Regions from separate parts of the Gossypium hirsutum genome. Here region 1 is linked to region 2. The links are chromatin contacts, called in public Hi-C maps. All regions are on one chromosome and are shown on one strand. Each heading gives the region's core, a stretch centred on a gene start, on an enhancer-like site or on the middle of the called end of the contact. The rest is flanking DNA. Distances are from core to core; before and after follow the strand shown. Region 1 holds the start of LOC107948814 (pentatricopeptide repeat-containing protein At1g66345, mitochondrial). Region 2 holds the start of LOC107948796 (cytochrome b561, DM13 and DOMON domain-containing protein At5g54830).

The links. Hi-C and Micro-C count contacts between places; a contact is called where the count stands out from the background.
Region 1: a Hi-C map of leaf shows a contact between it and region 2, with 2.0 times the contacts expected there. The contact joins the promoter of LOC107948814 here to the promoter of LOC107948796 in region 2. A contact is called at or near these places in 3 of 34 Hi-C or Micro-C datasets (anther and leaf).

Annotation. Positions count from the first base shown.
Region 1 is chrA04:11,160,883-11,164,551 of Gossypium_hirsutum_v2.1, reverse strand. It overlaps LOC107948814 (pentatricopeptide repeat-containing protein At1g66345, mitochondrial), which reads right to left and starts at 2,091. Exons shown (of 3, transcript XM_041110917.1): 1 at 1,982-2,091; 2 at 1,548-1,675; 3 at 1-1,007. The coding sequence starts at 1,571.
Region 2 is chrA04:10,388,697-10,392,107 of Gossypium_hirsutum_v2.1, reverse strand. It overlaps LOC107948796 (cytochrome b561, DM13 and DOMON domain-containing protein At5g54830), which reads left to right and starts at 1,499. Exons shown (of 1, transcript XM_016883444.2): 1 at 1,499-3,411. The coding sequence starts at 1,769.

The sequences.
Region 1 (3,669 bases), core at 842-3,341, 770 kb before region 2:
CGACCTTTCATTATTCTTAGATACTTCTCAGTTTCCTCTACTTTTCCACAGTCACAAAGACCTCTAATCAATGTTGTAAAAACTGGTAATCCAGGAGACAGTGACCTATACTCCATTTCATAGTATAATTTCAGAACTTGTTGGATCTTCCCCTGTTTCCCATAAGCAGACATAAGATGAATGTATGTGACTTCATTAGGTGAAAGTCCTTTATCTAAAACAAGAGTTAAGAACCCATTAGCTTTCCCCGAATCCCCAATTTCGCAAAGCCCTCTCACCATTTCATTGAAAGTGGAACAACTTGGAACGAGTCCCCTGTCGATCATTTCCTCAAAGTGTTTCACACTAGCATCCAATTCGCCGGCTTTAGTACATGCCTCGATCAAATGGTTAAAAGTTTCATCATATGGCTTCAAACCCATATTTTTCATCTCTCGCAACATGCTTTCTGCTTCTTGAATTTTGCCTCTTTCACAATATGCTTTTATGAAGGATGAAAACAGAAAAGAGTTGGCACTAAAGTCTCTCTTAAGCATTTCATCATACACCTCCCATGCTGATTCCAAATTCCCAAGCTTCAATTTAGTATAAACAATGAAAGAGGAAGCAATGGTATCGAGAATCAAGTTCTTTTGCAACATTCTCTTCAATAATTCCATACCCTCTTCAATTCTACCCTCTTCTATAACCTTAAACACCAAGTTCGTATTAACAATAACTATTGGAGAGCATCTCTTACCATGAATCCTATCCAACAAATTCACCACAACTTGCAACTTCCCTTCTTTACACAAAGCACCAATCATCGTCCTTACCGTAATTTCATTGGGGTATTTCCTATTGCGAATCATATGCCCATAAACCTTCCAAACCATTGCATTTTCACCAGATTTTTGCATCCCATGAAGCAAGGCATTGAAACTTGACAAGTTCAAACAAAACCCATGATTCTCCAAGTAACAAGAAACCTCAAAACCATCCTCAAACATTTTCAACTTTGCATATGCCTGAACCAACAAATCGAACACCACAGGACTTGAATCAACAACTTTGTAACTACCCAGTAAAGATTCCACAAGACAAAATCTAGTTGAATTGGATTCACTTGTTTTCAAAGCTGATTGGATCAATATCTTAGCTTCAGCTAATTGTTGGGCATGAACTACAATATGAATTGCAATGCAGTAAGAGTAAATCTGGTGTTGGAAGTTTTGGGTCTTTGCAGACCAGTAAAAGAAATTTAAAGCCGATCTTGCATGCTCAGGCAGCTTGAGTTGGAGCAGTACTTGTTGAACAAGGGAATGGGTTAATTGGACTGAAGATAAAGTTCTAGTGAGAGTATCCCAGTTATGGGTTTTCTTGAATAAATCAGAGATAAAACTAACATTCGAGTCATTGTTAGATTGCAAGAGCAATTGGGAGGGGATAATGATGGTTTTGGTTACTGCAAATGAAGGACTGTTGGTGATTGATGAAGAAACTAAAAAGGACTGAAGTTTCCTACTCAACAGAGCCATTTACAGATGCATTGGTCGATGTTAGCTTACCTCAAACATGGACACAATTATCATATCATCTTCAACTTGCTCTGTCAAATGAAAAATTAAGATGCTGTTCTACTCCCAACATGATATTCTTCGACTTTTGCATCCAATTCGTATTCGTTCAGTACTTGCTATATCATATCACAGAACAAATAAAAGTGATTAATCGCAGCATTCGTAAAAATAGTCAAAACATATAGATAAACAAGGAAACATTTAATAACCCCTAAACCCTCGAAATAAAAATGATTCTTCTGAAACATCAAATTAATTGACAAAAGCAACATTCATACACCATGAGACAGAGTAAGAAGCAGTAGCAGCTAAAACAGAAAATCAAATACAGAACAAAGCAGAAAACAGAAACCGAGCCATAACTCGGAATCTATAGACTCAAGTAGAAATCTTATAATCAAACTTAGGGTTTCAAAAATTACCTTATTTAACTTCCTGGTCTGCTCCAAACCTGAAGGCAAGAGAGAACTTGGGTGGAGAGATGAGAGCGGTGGGTCGTGAATCTTTTCAAGGAAATTTTTGAAGAGGTATAATAACTTATTTGGATCTCTAATTTTATAAGACATCATTTTAGTCCTTTATTTAATTCTTTTTGTCCATTTTAACCCTTGAACTTATGTTATTTATCAAATCATTCTAAAATGAATGAAAAATTAATGCTTATTAGCTTTGCTAACGTGGCTTAAACATGGATTGCCACATGAATATCATGTCAATAATTAATTATTTTTTAATTTTAAAAAATTCAAAAAATAATAAAAAATTATTTTTGAAAAATAAAAAATTATTAAAAAATTATAAAAATATTTTAATATTTTTAATTTTAAGAATTAATTAATTACTAATATGATATACACATGAACTATCGCGTGGATACCACATCAGTAAAGTTAACAGACATGAACTTTTTCATTCATTTTGGAATAATTTGACGAATAATGCAACTTGAATGGCTAGAAAAGGTAAAATAAAATAAAATAAAATGAGAGCTAAAATGATTTTTATTTTAATGTAAAACAAAAGAAATTAGTGGGTAGCAAATTGCACACCAAGCCAATTTAGTTAGACCTCTCATCAATTTGATAAACAACTGACAACCGTAGGCACAAGCCTCCCTTCCACCTTTGAGCTTCAACCCACGCGATGGCACTATGCCTTTGGGTTTTATACTAAAGAAAATACCCTAATGGCCTCCCTAGGGGCTAAAGAAGACAACAACATGTCAATGCATGAAGCTAAATTTGTGTTTTGCAGCAAGGAAATAAAAATAAAAAAAAAGAAAAAGGAAACATGGATGGCGATTTGCTGAATCTGAAAGTAGGTTTAAAGTCAAATTTGAAAAATTTCGACATCGGAAGGAGAAATTTAAAGGAGTCGGCCAATTTGTCAAATTTTTTTAGGGAGTGGAGTTGATTGTTGTTTATGCATGTACTGGAAATTGTAAATTTTTTTTATTAATTTCCTCTTTTGTTTAATGATATGAGCGTTCCATTTTTCCACGTTGGTTGGGTACTTAATTCGTTGTAAAAAAGGATTTTAAATAAAAAGTGGATTAAATTTTGTATATATAGAAGTAGATTGATTTTGTAATTTTTTTATAATTTAAATATTTATGTATTTATATATATATTAGAATTAGGACCAAATTGAAACAATATGTAAATTTCAAGAGTTAATTTTTAAAAAAAATTATAACTAATGTAAAATTTTAGGGCTAAATTTATTATTATATTAATTTTTTAATTTTCACCTCTCCCTTTCGTCAAAAAAATGAACTGTCATAGCGAAAATGGACCAAAAAAAAAACAAATTAATTGGGTGATCATTTTGAATATTTTAAAAGTTAGGTCACCAAAAAAAAAACTAGAACTCCTATCACATGCGTATGCATGTGGAAACCACAAATTGATAATACAAAAGTGTGTTAAAAATATATATATAAATTAATAATGGAACCTATAGTTTGAAATTAATTAATAATAACACATGAAATATGCACGATATTAATATTAAAACAAATTAGATTAAATTATTTATCATTGTGTTGTCATCTATCTTGAGTCGGTGTCAAGTTAACTTGTGGCACCAACTCAATCAAATATATTATTAA
Region 2 (3,411 bases), core at 250-2,749:
TACATATGGAATTTTTATTTTGATTCAATTATATATATGAAATTTTGATTTTGATCAAATTATACATATTCAAAAAATAAATAAATCTACTTTTTTTTTTCTTAATGGGCAAATATAATTATTTTTATGTATAAAAAAGGGATAAACTACACTAGTAGTCACCCAACTATTAGTAAATTTCTTTGTTGGCCACTCAATAATGAAAAGTTACAAAACTGTTACCCAACTATTTGATTTTTTTTTCCTTTTTTTGGTTATCGGTTGTTAAATGACTAACGAAAAAATGATGTATAAGCTTTTAAAATTAACATAATAGCAATTTTAACCCTTTAACATTCACACTTTATATTAATTTAGCCTTATCTTAAAAGAAAATAGCTCTCAATGTTTGCTCATTGCCTAATTTTGTACTATTTTTAACATGAAAATATAATGCAATAGACAATGTGTAAATTAGAAACAAAGAAAAAAATAATTTTAAAAATCTTGTTTATTATTAAACTAAATAATCCCCAAATACATTGCTTTCCTTGTACTTCAAATGGTTGAAACTTATTATCTCTCAATAATAAATAACTCATTTTTTGTTTACTTGAGCTGGTTGTCTTAATGAAGTAAATTAAAGCTAAATTTTTTTTTGAAATTATTAGACATAAAATTGGGTTGAATTAATGAAGTGGCTATTTTTTTATTTTCAATTAATTGAATTGGCTATTTTAAAAATTTTGGGTCATTTTGTTTCTTCTTATTATTCTTCATTTTTCCATTGAGTTAGATGCAAGAATGACGTCTCAAAGGGACAAAATGGTAGTACTCTAATCGCTCCTATTTACCATCGAAATCCGTCATTTGTTGTCAACTCCAGTGTCCAATAATATAAGTTCATTCATATCTCTTTTTGAACTCCTGAGTCCCAAGCCATTCATCTTATCCATTCTTCATGCTTGGCTAAGTGATGATTTTAAAGGCATTTTCATTTTTCTTTTAATAGTGGATTAATTAAACGAGTGGTGAGGCTCTCTATATTCACTAGAAAAAGTAATAATGACAACAACGACTATAACAAAATAGCTCAAACGAAGCAATGTTGAATAATTAAAGTGTAAATCTTATGAAACCGATGAACAGTGAACAACGAAAACTAGATCATCTCGATTGTCAGTGTTCAATTCACTAATGGAAAATTAGAGTAACAAAAGAAAATAATGAGAAAAAGTGAAAATTATGATTGAGTTTTTGGGCGTTTCTATTTTTATATTTTTCTTTTATTTATTTTAGTTAATATTTTTTTAACTTTTCAGGTGGAATAGTTATAAAGAAAAGTAAAATTAAAAAAAAGATTAAACTATATATAAATGATAATTAATTTTTTTAGAATAAAGACTAAATAAATAAATAAAGTTGGGGTAATTTTTGAGGTTTTAACAAGAAAAAAGAATCCAAGTATTGTTTAACGAATAATCTAAATTGAGCATAAGAATGTCAGCACTGACGTGATTCGGCGATTGTTTCAAATACGCCTAATAAAATCACGAAATTGCCATTTACCTCTCATGGCCTTCCCTCTTCCCCCAAAAGAAAAACCCCAGAGGACTTTTAAAAAACCACGAACAAACCAACAAAATTGACGAGTTGACCACTCACGTCTCCACCGAGCCACCACCGCCCCATTACTCGCTCCTCCTTTTTTCTTGCTTTCTTTTTAAACATCTATTTCTCTTTAAACATAAATTTTGGGTTCTTTCTAATCACTTGCCATTCGATCCGAATGTACAATTCCAAATCATCCCTTTTACTCCTACTCTTTCTCATCAATTCCTTCATCTTCTTCTGCAATGCGGATTCCGGTACGAAATGCTCCAACACGAGCTCCCTAATCGGCTTCGAATCCAATTTCACCATGGTCCAACACCAACTGAGAGGCCATTTCAAAATCCTCGATGATTGTTCTTTCCAAGTATCCAGATTTGACATGTTATCCGGTTCTTCCGACGTCGTTTTCTGGGGGGCGGTCGCCGTCGATTTCTCTAACATCACCCGTGGGTTCCCGATTTCCGATCACTGCCTCAACCAAACAACTTACAAAAACGCGTCGTTTTCGATCCAATTACTCCCCAACGTCACCTGGGACCAGATCAAAGTTCTCTCCGTCTGGGACGTCACCACCTTATCGGACTTTGGCCACCTCACCCTCCCCACCAACGGGTCGGATTTGTATCCAGGCAGGGTACATACAATGTTCGATAACTGCAAGAACTTGTCGGGTAATTATAGGGTTCGGTGGAGCTTGAATGTGGAGGACAATTGGATCGAGATCGGGCTCGAAGCGGCGACCAAGACGATGAATTACATGGCGTTTGGGTGGGCGAATCCGAATAGAACCAAGGAGCTGATGTTAGGAGCAGACATCGCGGTGGCGGCTTTTACGGAGGAAGGTAGGCCCTTTGTTGATGATTTTTACATTACGAGTTATAGTGAGTGTATGTTGCATGGTAAAGATGGTTCAGCCGTAGGTGTTTGTCCTGATGTAGTTTATGAGAATACCACCAACGGCATGACGCTAAATAATACTAAGTTGGTTTATGGACATAGGAGAGATGGGGTTTCCTTTATTAGGTTTAGGAAACCATTGAATTCGTCGGATGGTAAATACGATTTGCCTGTGAATCCTACCGAGGAAATGACGGTTATTTGGGCATTAGGGTTGATGAAACCGCCTGATACTATCCGGCCATATTATTTGCCCCAAAATCACGGGGGTCCAATGATGGTTGCATATGGACATTTGAGGCTTAATGTTTCAGAGAATGTGGATGATTGTTTCGGGCCATTGGATGCTGATGATAAGCAGGACCAAGATTTGATTATTGCCAGTGCAAAAGTTCCGCTTGTTGTTACGACTGGGGAGGCGTTGCATTATCCAAATCCACCAAATCCATCAAAGGTTTTGTATATTAATAAGAAGGAGGCTCCAGTTTTGAGAGTGGAAAGAGGGGTTCCTGTGAAGTTTTCGGTGCAGACAGGTCATGATGTTGCTTTGTATATTACTTCTGATTATCTAGGTGGGAATGCAACATTGAGGAATGCGACTGAGACTATTTATTCTGGTGGGCCGGAAGCAGAAGGAGTCATGGCAAGCCCTTACGAATTGGTTTGGGCTCCCGATAGGAATACCCCTGATCAAGTGTTTTATCAGTCATTATACCAGCCGAAGATGGGGTGGAGAGTCGAAGTTGTTGATGGTGGTCTATCTGATATGTATAACAATAGCGTGTTTTTAGATGATCAGCAAGTTACTTTCTTTTGGACAGTATCTAAGGATTCAATATCTATTGCAGCCCGTGGTGAAAAGAAGAGTGGCTATCTAGCTATAGCTTTTGGTGGTGAGATGGTGAATAGCTATGCTTATGT